3 separate regions of the Mus musculus genome follow, and regions 2 and 3 are each linked to region 1. A link is a contact called in public Hi-C and HiChIP or PLAC-seq data. All regions are on one chromosome and are shown on one strand. Each heading gives the region's core, a stretch centred on a gene start, on an enhancer-like site or on the middle of the called end of the contact. The rest is flanking DNA. Distances are from core to core; before and after follow the strand shown.

Region 1 (4,848 bases), core at 1,279-3,778:
CCACTATTTTGTTTGCAGTGCACTTCTACAGGTCTTTATCACAGATGCCGTTACTAATCACCGCCTCTATCAGGGTTCAGAATTGCCCAGCTCTCTCAAGAATCTCCTCCTCTGCTGTCAGCCCCCATTCCATCTAGTTTCACCTTTTGCAAAATGTCTTATCCCAAAATTATACAGTATTTACATTGTCTACACATGCGTATGGGATTGCCAGGTCTGTCGTCTGTTGAGCCTAACTTCTCGCACGTAGCCAACCTCATTTCTGGTTTGTCTGTGGCGGCACAGGAATCAGTTCGTGTGTCTGCTGTACCGTTGAGCAGTCTTATTCAGTGGGGATGTGTCTACTTTATCCATGCATCCCCTGACACACCCTGAGGTTGTCTCTAGTTTGGGGCAATAGATTGATTACAAATAAGACCACTATAGATATCTGTATGCAGTTGGTGTTTGTTTGTTTGTTTTGCAGGGCCTACCTACATTTTCCTTTCTCCTGAGAAATGCCGGTGAGCGGGACCCTGGTCTTATGACAGGTCTGGGTCTCACTTTTCAGGGAAGCACTGAGCTGCTATGTGTGTGATGGCTCCAGTAGGTCCTTGTCCTCGCCAAGCATACGGAACTTTTAAGTGGCCCATATTTCTTATTTTCAATGAGAGAGATCTGAGTGTGATTTCAATTTGCATTTCCCCAGTGACAGCTAATTTTTCACGGATTTATTCGCCATCTGCCCATCCTGGAGGAAGAGTCTGTTCAAATCTCTTGCCCACTTTGAACTGGATCATTTGCCTTCTGGTTGTTGCGCTTCGAGAGTTCTTCCCACCACGATGCTCACCCTTGATGGGATACGGAACATGTGAGTACGGTTTCTCCACTGTGGCTTGCCTTACAAAGTGTGGATGCTTCAGTGCTTCTTAGAAGGGGAAACAAAATACTCACAGGAGGAAATATGGAGACAAAGTATGGTGCAGAGACTAAGGAAAGGCCATCCAGAGACTGCCCCACCTGGGGCTCCATCCCATATTCAGTCACCAAACCCAGATGCTATTGTGGATGTGCTTGCTGACATAAGCCTGTTACTGCTGTGTCCTGAGCCTGACAAATACAAAGGCGGATGCTGGCAGCCAACCATTGGACTGAGCGAGGATCCCCGAGGAAGGAGTTGGAGAAGAGACTGAAGGAACTGAGGAGGGTTGCAGCCCCATAGAGGGAGCAACAATGTCAACTGGCCAGACTCCCTGGAGCTCCTGGGGACTGGACCACCAACCAGAGAGTACACATGGAGGGACCCCTGGCACCAGCTGTATATATGGCTGAGGATGGCCTTGTTCGACATCAGTGGGAGGAGAGGCCCTTGGGCCTGAGGGTGTTCAATGCCCCAGTGCAGGGGAATGCCATGGTGGGAAGAAAGGGGGGGAGCACCCTCCCAGAGGCAGAAGGAGCTTCTGTGACTGCCAATATCCCCCTCTTTACTTTAGTCCTTGATTTTGCGTTAGCTTCCCAGGCTTTGGGGATAGGACCTGCCAGATGCTGGTAAGGCGGCCTTGCCTCACATTCTCTCCCTTCCTCTTGACCAAGGGCCCACCAGGCACTCAGCTGCCTCATGACTTTGGGGCTGCCTGCACTACTGGTCTCTCTCTGCTTTCTCCTCACACCCCAGTTCCTTCTAAGTACCCCACCCCAGGGGCTCATAGAAAGCTTCCCTTCACTGACTTTCTCTTCCAACTGTTTATTTCTTCCATATAACTCACCTCATCTCACCTCACAATTAGCTTCTTTTTCTCTTTTTCATTTCAGGGCCAAGCCGCTGCCTTCTCCTCTGGGGAGAGGCCATTTCATCCGTCCTGTGCATCTGGAGGGCAGAATGAGGCAGGGGATGGGAATGGCAATCCCCTCACATCCTGGGTCACAGCAAGCTCAAAGGCCACACACTCCATGCTAATGGGGCATGGGGGCCGATGGTGGAGATCTCCAGTAATCCCCAGTCTTCATTTCAGCTGTCTGTGTCAACCTCCTTCAAGCCAGGCTTTCCTCTCCCCACGACAGTTGCTAACAAGGCACTGAGGAGTCAGTGTTTTAGGGCGGATGGCCTTGCTTTTTCGCTGACACTTTCAGATCAAGGTGCAGACGGCAGGAAGTGCACGGGGAGGGGAGCCCATAATTCTAAACTGGATTATTGTGACCCGCTGTGATCTAGCGAACAGTCGTCTTCCTGCACCTGTTCTACAGTTGAGGAGAAAAACACAGGTCCTTAGCATGTTCCCAGAGTGCCACTGTTTCTGCAAGGGCGCACACAGGCTTGGACTGAGAGGACGGCAGATGGGAAGAAAGGTCCAGCCCGGGCACTTGACCTAGGACAGCTACAAGCAGTCTGGTGAGGATCAGGCCAGGCTTTGGTGGACTGCACGCTGGAGTGTGGTCAGGCAGGCAGCCCTCAGATGCAGCCTCGTCTTCCAAGTGGCACTTTCCACACTGTGTTTGGCTGTCTGCAGCTGTCCCCACCTTTGCGCTGAGCCTCCACAAGCAGCTGCTGGGCACATCCTGCCGCTGGGCTTATTCATCATCTGTGCTTCCGAAGCGTGCAAATCCTTTACAGGCAGTGTGCAACCACAGTACCAGGGCACACCCTTAGGACCCTGTCCAGCCCTGTGGGAATCGGCCATAGAGTCTACACTGGGGCTGAGCCCTCTGGCCGAGAGGCTAGTTACCAAAGAGCTAGGCCACACCAAGAGCAGGGCAAGCCTAAATGGATAGGACATGCCTGTCAAATTACCACCTAAATAATTATATTTGTACCCATAGATTAGCGAGCTTCAGTGAGAGAGGATCGTTTTTTTGCAGCTGGCAGTGAGGACTGCAGAGACTCCTATCTGGCCTTACTGCTGAGAATAAGAACTGTTAAGTCCTCAGCCGTGGATGGGACTGCTCTCTCACCCTTTCGGTGACTCAGGGATCTCCATCAGAGATGGAGCAGAGAGAATGTAAGAGCAAGGGAGGACAGAACACGGTCTTTAGAATGTGACATTGATATTGCACTTTTGATGCCACAACGGTTGTGATTTATGGCTCGAAACCCAAAACTGGGCCTGTCAACATTCCGTCATTGGGAGAAGTCAGGGTATCCCTGGACACACCCCTCCTAAGACATGCAGGCAAATTTGGTAACTAAGGGGAGGGGCTCACAAGGCATCACCCCTCCCTGAGTAGCTTTAAATAATTAATAGTCATTGGGGAAGGGAGAAAGAAGTTTTCTTCAGCAGTATAGCCATTGGTAAGGACCCTAGGCCCCTGTAAATACCCCTCATACTGGACCATATAAGCAGCCCTAATGAAACCCATTGGGTCATCAAAATAAATAAGGACAGAAAACAAATAGCAAAAGGGCTGCTTTGTATGCCTACTGATGCTGTGAGGACTCTGGTGTCTCTGCTCTCCTTAACGTATACAATCTAAGAGGAAGAATGGATCGATCCTTCTGCCCATCTCCAGCCAGGAAAGCTGAGGCTGTGAAACACGCCTCACCCAGAAGTGAAACCTGAGCCCTGACCTGGAGGCTGGACACGAGGTCCACCTGATGTTCTGTAGCAGAAACCCCAAGGAAAGACTGTCTGCCAAGTCAATATCTTCAGCGCTCTGACTGCCATGCCCAGAAGCACCAAGAACTTGGGGAACTCAAAGATCAGGGTCTTTTCTGGTCAAGCACCGAGAACCCCTGGAATGTCTGTGTAGAGTCTAGGAATGAGAGAAGGCAGAAGGATAGGGACACTCACACCCAGCGGGGTAGAGATGGCTAGCAAAGATTTTTAGGGAGTGCACACCAGTGCTAGGCTGAGGGATACGGTTTCCCCATGGTATACTGCACGGGATGAGTGTGAGTCACAGGATCAAGGACACTTGTCATCTGTCCTGACCTCTGAACAAAACCACCCTTCCGTATTTCCTGGCTCTTCCTAATCACAAACACACTGCTATAAAGAATGACCCCCGTTGAATCAAGGAGAGGTAAGATGTTTGAGTCCTAAAGAATGACAGGTAGAATGTGGAATGTCAAAGCTGAAAGGGACTCAGTGACCAGAAGCCTGAAGAGAATTCCACAGGTAAGATGACTGAGATTTAAGGTGCCATGAGATTAGCCCGATGCCCTGTGGACTGTATACATGAGGTACCATGCTGAGGTACGCTCTTCCTGCAGTTTCTCTTCTGGCTGCAGGATCTGAGCTGCCTCTTTCACTCCTTGCAAAGTGGAGGCCACTTTGTGGATAGGGACCTTCATGCCTTAAGCGAGAGGCACCGATTATCTTCTTGACTCCGAGGGTAAAAGTTCTTCTCCCCGGACCACCCAAATTATGGAACATGGAACTGTCATGAGGGACCCAGAAAGGGGGAGAATAGACACCTAATACTTTGCTAGGGTGAGTGGACACTGCCATGAAATCAAAGAGCGGTGTGGGAGGGACTTAGCTCTGCTGAGACTCAGTTGGCCAGGTCTAAGTACACAGATGCACAAGTGACACACAAATGACACACATGTCTCACCCGGCAAGATTTAAAATTAAAAGACCTTTACGTGCCCCCTCCAAGTGTTCGTCGAAACAGTCTTTAAAACATCTGAATTCACCAATTAGTAATCTCTCCCCTCAATGGAATAAACTAGGTCTCCCCTGGGGATGTCCTGGATCCAAGGCAAGAGCACCCTGCCACCTTTATCTCCTATAGACCAACCCCTGCCCTGGCAGTTCTCAGCCTTGGAGAGAGCTTTCCCAGGCCAGCTTGTCTCCACCTCATATGGACCCATTAATGAAACCAGAATCCCTGGGGTGGGGCCCAAGTGGCATTTTACACCATCCCAGGTAA
Region 2 (4,949 bases), core at 230-2,729, 140 kb after region 1:
TAACTGTGCTAGAAGACGAAGACTGGAGTGTCTCCCATCCTCCTCACCACGCATTCCATCACGTTGGCCAGTTGACATCCCTGGGCCATCTGGTCACCCAGAGCAAGGAGTCAGATGTGTTCAAGAATTCTCTCCTAGACCCTCTGATCTATAAAAGGGCAGCCAAGGGACCAGAGTCCATCAACAAGTGAAGGGATTGGAAAACTGTGACCGTGACTCTCCAGACTCCCCATCGCTGCCATTCAAGCCTCAGCTTCAGATGTTTCCCGCCCTGGCATCCACCCACATGCACTAGCCGTTTGGAAGCCTGCGTGGTTTATTTAGTGTGCAGACATTTATGGACTCCTTTGGCATGTCAGCCTTCAAGGACACGGAACTGGGCAGACACAGCTGTGGACTCATCAGGCTCTAAGCTTAGTGGGGAAGACAAATATTTAATAAACAACAGCATATGTGTCTGTGTGACCGCTATGCAGATAAGCAATACAAGTTAAGAGATGAGGCTGGAGAGATAGCTCAACAGTAGAAGGCACTTGATACTCATGTACAGGACTGGGATTCTGTTCCCAGCACCCACATGGTGACTCACAACCTCCTATACCTCCAGTTTCAGGGGACTGAATGGCCTCTTCTGGCCTCTGTGACCACCAGGCACACAAATGGTATGCATACATACACAGGGGGCACTCATACATACATAGAAGATAAAAGTAAATATAAACCTTAAAAAAAAGATGTACAGAGACTCTAGGGGCTGAGACTCTGGGCACAACTGGAGAATAGATACTTATGTTGAAACTTGAGGTTGGGGAAGGTATTAGTCAGGTAGGAGAGTAGAGGTTTTCCTTGGCAGGGACAGGGCAGGTAAAGGCTATGACCCTGGGGCAGCCTGGGGTGGTCAAGAAGCCAGTGTAGCAGTTAGCACATATTGATCACTGGCTATGTGTCCAGCCTGTTCTAAGAGCTAGAGTAGTACAGTGCTTCTAATGTCTCATTTCAGAAATGAGAAAACTGAGTCAAAAGGGGATCAAGTCACCCTGAAGTCACAATGCTACAAAGCATCAGAGTCACCATTTGGATACAGGGCATCTGACTTCAGGCCTAGATGCTCAGCCCTCTGGCAGAGCTCCTCCACAAAGATAGGAAGTCACCAGTGTCAATGGTAACACCATGTTAGGTGAATGTAAAAAGACAAAGTCACTCTCCCGCCATACCTGTAGAGCCTGGAAGGACAGCAGTGGGCTCAAAAAGGTGTTTTCTTTGTCAGCTGTGATGGATGCGGTTGTTGTGCCCGTGATGGGACCAGGGCTTGATGCATACTGGGTAAATAGCCTTCCACTGAGCTACGTCCTGAGCCAGAGAACAGTCTCTTTAAGAAAGAGAAAGAGGCTAACTTCTCAGAGTCATGAGAGAGGAAGCACGAGGGCAAGAATGGTGTCAGCATTGTCTCATTGTCTTAAACCGTGCTGACAGTTGTCAGCGGCGGGCAGCTCCTCATTGGTACTTCCTGTAGGCTGGGCCGTCTTTGGAGTGCACTGTGTTCTTTGAGTCATGTCAATATAACAACTTCATAAGGTCAGGGCTGCCCCTCTCTCCACTTCAGACATAGAGGTTCCACGACTTGCTGATGTTGCATTAAGGAGGTGGCAAGGCTGGGTTTCTTAACAGAGCTTGTCTAGGCTCTGCTTTTGTGGAGGCTGCTGAAACACAGCCCCATGGCTCTCACCTGATAGGGAAGCGCTGCCCCCCCCCCCAGGCTTAGGGGTGTGGTTATGGCCACCCTATCACACTGCCTCTCAAGTGCTTTCAAAGCTGCACGTAGGAGGGGAAATGGCGATGGAGGAACTGACCTGGGCTCACTCTGCATTTGGGGATGAAGAGCACTACTGCTGTGCTCAGCCCCAGGTGGGAATTATTCCCAGCCCCCCTTTGAGAGGACTCTACATAGAGTTCAGCCGCTCTGACTGTCACATCCACACATTCAAGGTGGAAGCGACTCGCCCACCATTGACCCTGGTGACATGTTCCCAAACATAGTGGAAAGAACTTTCCAGAAGGCTAGTGGCCCTCCTCAGATTTCATCAGAGGTCACCCTCTGAGACTTGGCTGTCCATCAAACCATCAAAGATGTGGGACACAGCTTCGGCTCAGAACCAGAATCTTGTGTGTTCTTTTGTTTTCTGGTTAGCCCAGCGGGCTGAAAGTCAGACCTGTTAGTACAGCAAAGTTGAATCTTCCACTCTTAAGAGCACAGTGTGCATGGACAAGCCTGGAGGTAGGTGGAAGGGAAGAGATGGCCTGGGAAGGCCTGGAGGTTGGGTTAAGGGAAGAGATGGTGGCCTGGAGCTGTGACAGCTGAGGTCAGTCAGACACTCCTCTTTCTACAACACTAGCACCCTCTAGTGGGGGCTGTCTCTATTTACACTGCAGGTTTCTGTGCCTTACTTAGGTGATATTTTCACTCAGCTCCAATTGAAATGTTTTGTTTGGTTTTTTTCAAGGCAGGGTTTTTCTGTGTAGATCTGGCTGTCCGGGACATTGCTCTGTAGATCAGGCTAGTCTTGAACTCAGAGATGTGCCTGCCTCTGCCTCCCGAGTGCACAACTAGATCTGGCCTCTCCAACTGAAATTTAACACGTCCTTGAATGATTATTATGGTAATTATTATTCATTAGACAAAAACACTACTTGTGATTTTTTTGCCCCCCCCCCCAGTAAGTCAGCATATTTTAAAGAAATATCGTATAACATTGGTTGGAAACAACAGGAAGTGTCATGTATATCTGTTACTACTGGCTACCAGAGATGTCATTCCAGCATGTAATTAAATACGTTAATAAAGAAGTGTACTGTGTGTGATGGCTGTAATCCCAGTACTCGGTTTCCCGAGCTTGAGGCCAGTTGAGGAATTCAGGCCAGCGAAGATCAGGGAGAGTGAAAGTTGGAGCTCACCACCACTCCTTGCCTTAGTCTGAAGTTCTGTTGTCTGTGGTTCTCCACATCCTGCTGGCTATGAGCAGGACAGTGGTGGGACTCCTCCCAGTGCTAATGAAGGTTGACATCAGGACTATCGGGGCTCCTCACTGATCACCTAGTTAGCACGGGGGAGGCTGGGGGTGGCTGAGTCTACTCTACAAAGGTGAAAGGCTTCCAGCTTTAGGATGAGCCAAGGTCTCTGCAAGTCCTGAAAGCCAGGCCACACCCTGCTGACCAATTCTCTTTCCAACCCCTGCCCTCAGTTGAGGCTCACCAGGAGTCTTGAGCCATCATGCTTTTTTTTAACTGACACATTTAACTTTCTAATTCATGACGTATCTTACATATCCTAAACGGTTAAGTAGCTGTTGTACCTATGTTCTCCACATTTGAAGTCACTTCACAATAGTGTCTTCTTTGTCCCCTTTCGTTTTCCAAAGCGGGGTTTCTCTGTGTAATAGAACCCTGGCTGTCCTGAGCTTGCTTAAGTGGACCAGGCTGGCCTTGAACTCACAGGGATCCTGCCTCTGCCTCTCAAATATTGGAATTAAAGATGTGTGCCACTAAAGCCTGCCATGGGGGCCATTCTTACTCAAACCACCACACTATCTGAGGGACTCCTTCCAAACACAATGCAATAAGCAGTGGAAGCTTCTGTTGCAACAACTCAAAACAACTGGTTAAGTCACAATAATTAGTGTGTGTGTGTGTGTGTGTGTGTGTGTGTGTGTGTGTGTGTATACATGTGTTGCTAGGGATTAAACCCTGTGCGTATACTAGGCAAATGCTCTATGCCTGAGCTACGTGCCCAGCAAGGTCTCACAGCAGAGGTGTTCCTAGTCTGCCCCACATCCCTCATTCTTGAATGGACGGAGGTGATGATCACCCCTTATGTTAAATGTCTCTGAGAAGAGGACAAACCCTCACTAAGGGAAAACAAATTGACTTCCATCTCCAAGGCTCTTGGATGCACTATCTGGGATACAATAAGAAAATATGGCACGTGTAGGGAGAGGAACGCATCACCAACAGTGAAGAAAAAGGGGCAGACAGCAGTGGGAGCCTTGCAGTGATCCAAAGTTTGGAATAAATAGATAAGAACTTTAAAATGGAGGTAGTAGGTATGTTGAATGGGACAACAAGGAAAGGCAAATGGGTAAGATTCCAGTGGAGAACTTGATGTTAACAATAATCAAGCAGGCATCTTAGAACAAAAATTATATTTGGAGATAAGAACTCATATTGTTGACAGCGTAAAGCAGGACTGGCGGGACCCAAGCGAGGCTTCTGTGCGCACAAACCAAAAGGAGATTCTCTTACACAAGTCAGTGAGTTCACCATGCATGAAATTCTCGAAGGATTAATACAAGTATTACTTTTAATGATTTATTTATTTTATGTATATGAGTATATCATTGCTTTCTTCAGACACACCGGAAGAGGGCATCAGACCCCATAGCAGATGGTTGTAAAGACAAACCCTCACACACACATCCATAGCACCATGTGGTTGCTGGGAATTGAACTCAGGACCTCTGGAAGAGCAGTCACTGCTCTTAATCACTGTGCCATCTCTCCAGCCTAATACAAGTATTATATTTTAAAAATAAGTTAGTTCAGTAGAGCTTCAGGATAGAAAGGCAATATTCAGATAGGTATGTTACACACACACACCTAGAACACTTAATCCCAGCACGCTAGAGGCAGAGGCGGAGGCGGAGGCGGAGGCGGAGGCGGAGGCGGAGGCGGAGGCGGAGGCAGAGGCAGGTGATCTCTGTAAATTCAAACTTAACTTGGTCTACAGAACAAGTTCCAGATTAGCCAGGGCTGTGTAGTGGAACCTGTCTCAAAGCAACAGCAAAATAAATGACAAAGAAGATGGATGGTTCCTGAGGGAAAATACCTGCGATTGACCTCTGACCTCTACCTTCAGTCCCATACGTGTGCACACTCACATATGCACCCACACAAAC
Region 3 (4,839 bases), core at 588-3,087, 150 kb before region 1:
ATAGGATAGTCAACTGCAGGAGCCACTTCCTCTGATCCTTGTGAACCTGAGCATTACTTGGTTAGAACAAACAGAGTAAGCTTGTTAAAGAGGTAGGTGTGTGTGTGTGTGTGTGTGTGTGTGTGTGTGTGTGTGTATGTGTGTCTGAAAGAGGCAGGGTAACTTACTGATTTTACTAGTAGCATCACTCAAAATGGATCCAATAGTTTTTCAAATTCTATTTCTAACATTTATGTCAAAGAAGCCCAGTCACATATCTGGCTTTGTTACCTGTGGGAAACCTGTCCAGCTCCTGAGGACAATAGGAAATAAGGAGTCTTTGATGAATTTCTGCTTGGAGATTTGAGGGTATCAGTCCAACTTTCCTTTTCAGAACCAACGTGTTTACTTCAAGGGTCATGACTTTCAAAAATGGTAATGTCTTATTTTACTCATATTCATGTTGAAAATTAGGAGCCCAAGTTCCCGTGTGAGCATGCTGGACACAAGCCTAGCCAGGTTTCCCTGAGCCAACAGCCCTGAAGCACTAGTAGCCCCTAGGGAACCAGTTTGGTGAGCCCTGGATTAGACCACATGAGCTAACCTGATGTAGGCAGCATTGCTCATCCCCAGACCACATCTCCATCTCTGGGGGGAGGAGCCCTTCCATGGTTTCTCTATGCTCCCCTTTCTTCTCTTCCTAGTTCCCCCTCCATTTCCTGTGTTTTCGCTGTTCTGTCTTCACCACCTCTCTTTGTCCATCAACTCGGTCAAGATTACATGTCTGGAAGGCCTCACACTTGAGCTCCATCCCACCCTCCCAGCCAACACCCATAAAACGCTACTATTCCCTGGTTTGTTTTGTCTGTCCCAGACAGCCAATTTCTCTCCCTGATGGGTTGCAGAACATGGAGCCATCTGGAAGTATACCGTAGGATATAACCACAGGAATAGTCCCCACAAGTACACCTGAAAAGCCTTCCTGTATATCTTTATGGCACACTCTGTAGCTTACTTTTGAAAACGACTGTGTGCAAGTGTGTCTGAAGGAAAGTTTTGCTATATAGCACTATCTAGTCTTAAATTTGAGATCCTCCTGCCTCATTGCCTTTTGGAGATGGGGCATCATGCCCATCTTTCCGTTTAGTTGGTGAGTTAATACCTAGTAACATAGCATAACTGTGCAGTTCAGCAAAATTAATGACCTAAAGAGCCAACTCAGTGGTATCTTATCAGAGAGAGAGGTGTGTTTTTGGTAATCCTGGCAGTGTCAAAACTGTTTTCTTTATTTTTAATTTTCAAAATTAAAACATGATTATATCAATTTCCCCCTTTCTTTTCTTCCTCAACCCTTTTCCGTGCACCTCCCCACTTGCTTGTTCTCTCTCTCTCTCTCTCTCTCAAATTCAAGGCCTCTGTTTTTTAAATTGTTGTTGCATATATATATATATATATATATATATTCATATATATATATATTCATATATATATATTCATATATATATATTCATATATATATATTCCTAAATGAGAGAGTGGGAGGGGAAAGGTAAAGTCTCCCCCATATGAGTCTCTTCCGTGAAGCGGCTGCCACGTTGAGGAGGAAGGGCAGCCATCCTGTGGTCCTCCCTGGAGGCTGTCCAGACAGAACTGCCTCCGCTGCAGATGGGCTCCTAGACCCACGCTTTACCTCCGCAGCTGCACTCTTGGGGGCTTAGCCAGCCTGCAGGGCTACCCGATAGAAACAGACAGAGAAATGCCGAACAGTTTCCTCTTCCTCTGTGCCAGCTGTCAGGGAGCCTGCAGGGGCAAGTTGCAGAATCAAGCCCCAGTGTGAGGAGCAGAGTGAAGGGCAGGTGCTGAGCAGGGAGGCCCTGGGCAACACCTGACACACAGACACCGGATGTGAGCTGGTGGGGACGCTCTGTAGAGTATTACAGAACCCCATCTGCTGGCTGGTCTTCGATATTCCTTTCTTAGTTATAGGTTCTTCACGGAGCTGTTGAACACTAGGAAAAGATGCCATGTCATATCCTAAAGGACCCAAATCATGCCAAGGACTATTAAGTTTGAGAAAACTTCAAGGAGCCGGATGGTGATGGCGCACACCTTTAATCCCAGCACTTGGAGGCAGAGGCAGGCGGATTTCTGAGTTCGAGGCCAGCCTGGTCTACAGAGTAAATTCCAGGACAGCCAGGGCTACTCAGAGAAACCCTGTCTTGAAAAACAAAAACAAAAACAAAAACAAAAAAGAAAGAGAGAGAGAGAGAAAGAAAGAAAGAAAGAAAGAAAGAAAGAAAGAACAAAAGAAAACTTCAAGATCAGACAGTCTCTAACAGAGCAAGCAGTATTGTCACCTTGAACTAATCGTAGAAATGACACCATTTCCACTGCTGCCAAATGGACCTGCCACTGAAACTTTAAATAACTGCAGATCCCAGCAAGGTACAGGTGTTGAACTTAGTGACTTACAAATAGATTGGCTTCCATACATCAGTTATTTCCTGTCTTTTTGTTTGTGGGGGAGAAAAAAAAATGTGGAAAACCATAAATAGAAAGAGCCTCCGGCCAACTCCCTGCAATTTCACAGATTGGAACATAAACCTGAAGAAATGCTCCATTGAGTAAAATTAAAAGACAAGAGAGGATATACAAAAATTAGTTGGTCAATACAAGACCCAAACAATCTTACAATAAAAAACCAGGAGTGAGGACCTTGTCCAAGGAATAATCAAGAAATGACTCAAGAACTAAGGGCGGGAGTGACCGTATATAGAGAGAGTTCATTTAGCAACTAGTTTAAGAAATAAGGTTAAGAGGTTCTTGAACCTTGTGCTGCAATGAACACCCCCAATCACAGGATCAAGAGTTTGAGTCCATGTGCCAGTGAGAAGAATCATTGGTTAAGGTGTCTACCACCAAGCCTGACAACCGCCAGGACCCACGTAGTGGAAGGAGAGAGCCAGACCCACAAGCTGTCTTCTGACCTACACATGTGCAGTGTGGCATGCACAAGTGCAAGGGTGAGGATATGCACACACACACACACACACACACACACACTAAATAAAGTATAGAAAAGATTTGAGGCTAGCCTGGGCAATATAGTGAAATCCTACAAAATAGCAGCAACAAAAAACTTGCACCCCGTAGCCTGATCAGTTCCCTACGGGCTTCCCGGGTAGGTCTAGGGGATCATCTCTTTTTTTTGGTTTTTTGAGACAGGGTTTCTCTGTGTAGCCCTGGCTGTCCTGGTACTCACTTTGTAGACCAGGCTGGCCTTGAACTCAGAAATCTGCCTGCCTCTGCCTCCAGAGTGCTGGGATTAAAGGCGTGCGCCACCACACCCGGCAGATCATCTCTTATCAAAGGATCTGATACCAGCATCTCAGCAGAAACACTGGGCAACCATGGAATATTTAGGAAGCAACTGGCAAGTGCATTTTCCCTAATAAGGAAGTAACCCTAGAAAGACCCGGGGTGCCAGGAAACTGGAGGAAGAAATAGAACTAACTCCAAGATGATCACAGTGGGAGACTGTACAGCAGACAGAGGTGAGCCAGGCAAGATTAGCACTGGCAGAGCTAGGTACAGCAGCTCCTGCCTGTAAGCCCAGCACTCAGGAGATGGAGGCAGGAAGCTCGGGACTTCAAAATCAGCCAGAGCTAAGTGAGACCCTGTCTCAGAACAGAACAAAACAAAACAACGAAAGGATGGCGGGGGAGTAGATCAGTGTGCTCTCCTGTGTGAAACATTTCACTAAAGGCTGTGGGAGACTGGGAGGGTAAGGAAGAGTGAATCCAAAGAACCGCAAGAGTGAGGCAATTAATAACCCTAGGAAAACAAAAAGCAAAACAAATCTACAATCCTGAAAACCCATTGGTCTTTCAGAGCAGTTGGTGGAAGAAAAGGAATGATGCTAGGCTTGGGGTAGAGCTCTGGGGCAGAATGCCTGCCTGGCTTGACTGAGACCCTGCGTTAAAACCCTAGAACTGTACACTATGTGTATTATATTTATATTGGGTTTTTTTTTCTTGGGGGGGGGGGGTTCAAGACAGGGTGGTTTATCTGTGTAGCTCTGGCTGTCCTGGAATTCACTAGGAAGACCAGGCTGGCCTCGAACTCAGAAATCTGCCTGCCTCTGCCTCCAAGTGCTGGGATTAAAGGCGTGCGCCACCATTGCCCAGCTTTATGTTGATTTTTAAGAAATGCATCCAAAATTCCATATCTCCATCAATTCATTAGCCTAAGGATAGGGAGAAACTCCCGCTGTCAGCTAAGAAACTCAAATGAATGATATTTTAAACGTCACCTTTTGGACTGTAGAAATGGCTTAGCAGTTAAGAGCACTTACTGCTTCTCTAGCTGTGCTAAGTTCAGTACCCCAGCCTTGGTGTTGGGCAGCTCACAGCAACCTGTAACCACAGTTCCAGGCTGGTCTAATGCCTTTGCCTCCCGTGGACACCAGCACTCCCTTGCATGTACCCATACACATGATTAAATGTAATAAAATAAATATATATTTTTTAAAAGTAACCTTTTTCCAGATATGGTCACATGCAACTCTAGCCCTGGCCACTCAGTAGGTTAAGTGGGAGAATTATGTGAGCCTATATGAGTTTGAAACCAACCTAGACAAAATTGCAAGCCCCCCATCTCAAAAGATGGAAAGAAAAGACAGAAAGAGTAAAGTCGCAAATAAGGGGTTGTGGGAAGCAATATACTGGATTATTATTATTATTTACAAAGAAAAAAAATATATTAGCAAAGTTATGGCACAGCATGTCCCGCAGGGGGAACTGGCAGCCAGAGGCTCTAACCTGAGCACAGTGGGAACTGATACATCACCTCTCTATATTT

Evidence for each region. A called contact is a pair of places that touch in the nucleus more often than the background predicts. HiChIP or PLAC-seq counts read pairs in DNA pulled down with a chosen protein or histone mark.
Region 2: a contact with region 1 is called in an H3K27ac HiChIP or PLAC-seq map of double positive thymocytes, with 5 read pairs. The contact joins two enhancer-like sites. A contact is called at or near these places in 4 of 39 promoter capture datasets (the 3T3-L1 cell line, hippocampal neurons, pre-B cells and 1 more), 1 of 15 datasets of contacts at CTCF or cohesin (embryonic stem cells), 14 of 484 Hi-C or Micro-C datasets (the HL-1 cell line, brown adipocytes, double positive thymocytes and 9 more), 18 of 115 datasets of contacts at active chromatin or transcription factors (double positive thymocytes, embryonic basal ganglia, embryonic fibroblasts and 10 more) and 1 of 9 other capture datasets (pancreatic islet).
Region 3: a Hi-C map of double positive thymocytes shows a contact between it and region 1, with 1.6 times the contacts expected there. The contact joins two enhancer-like sites. A contact is called at or near these places in 3 of 484 Hi-C or Micro-C datasets (double positive thymocytes and nephron progenitors) and 2 of 115 datasets of contacts at active chromatin or transcription factors (double positive thymocytes and thymocytes).

What each region holds. Positions count from the first base shown.
Region 1 is chr11:68,268,798-68,273,645 of GRCm38.p6, forward strand. All of the region lies in intron 3 of Ntn1 (netrin 1), which reads right to left. Among named protein-coding and RNA genes, the nearest start is that of Mir6406, 50 kb to the left of the region's middle. Within about 2 kb of position 2,529, at least 33 of the 459 cell types and tissues checked have an H3K27ac peak or open chromatin away from gene starts, as enhancers often do. A contact at or near this core is called in double positive thymocytes, where this site is marked.
Region 2 is chr11:68,405,967-68,410,915 of GRCm38.p6, forward strand. Gm31954 (a long non-coding RNA gene) reads left to right here. Exons shown (of 4, transcript XR_879961.3): 4 at 1-608. Among named protein-coding and RNA genes, the nearest start is that of Gm31954, 9.0 kb to the left of the region's middle. Within about 2 kb of position 1,480, at least 23 of the 459 cell types and tissues checked have an H3K27ac peak or open chromatin away from gene starts, as enhancers often do. A contact at or near this core is called in double positive thymocytes, where this site is marked.
Region 3 is chr11:68,124,459-68,129,297 of GRCm38.p6, forward strand. The region is part of intron 7 of Stx8 (syntaxin 8); the gene reads left to right. Among named protein-coding and RNA genes, the nearest start is that of Mir6406, 94 kb to the right of the region's middle. Within about 2 kb of position 1,838, at least 23 of the 459 cell types and tissues checked have an H3K27ac peak or open chromatin away from gene starts, as enhancers often do. A contact at or near this core is called in double positive thymocytes, where this site is marked.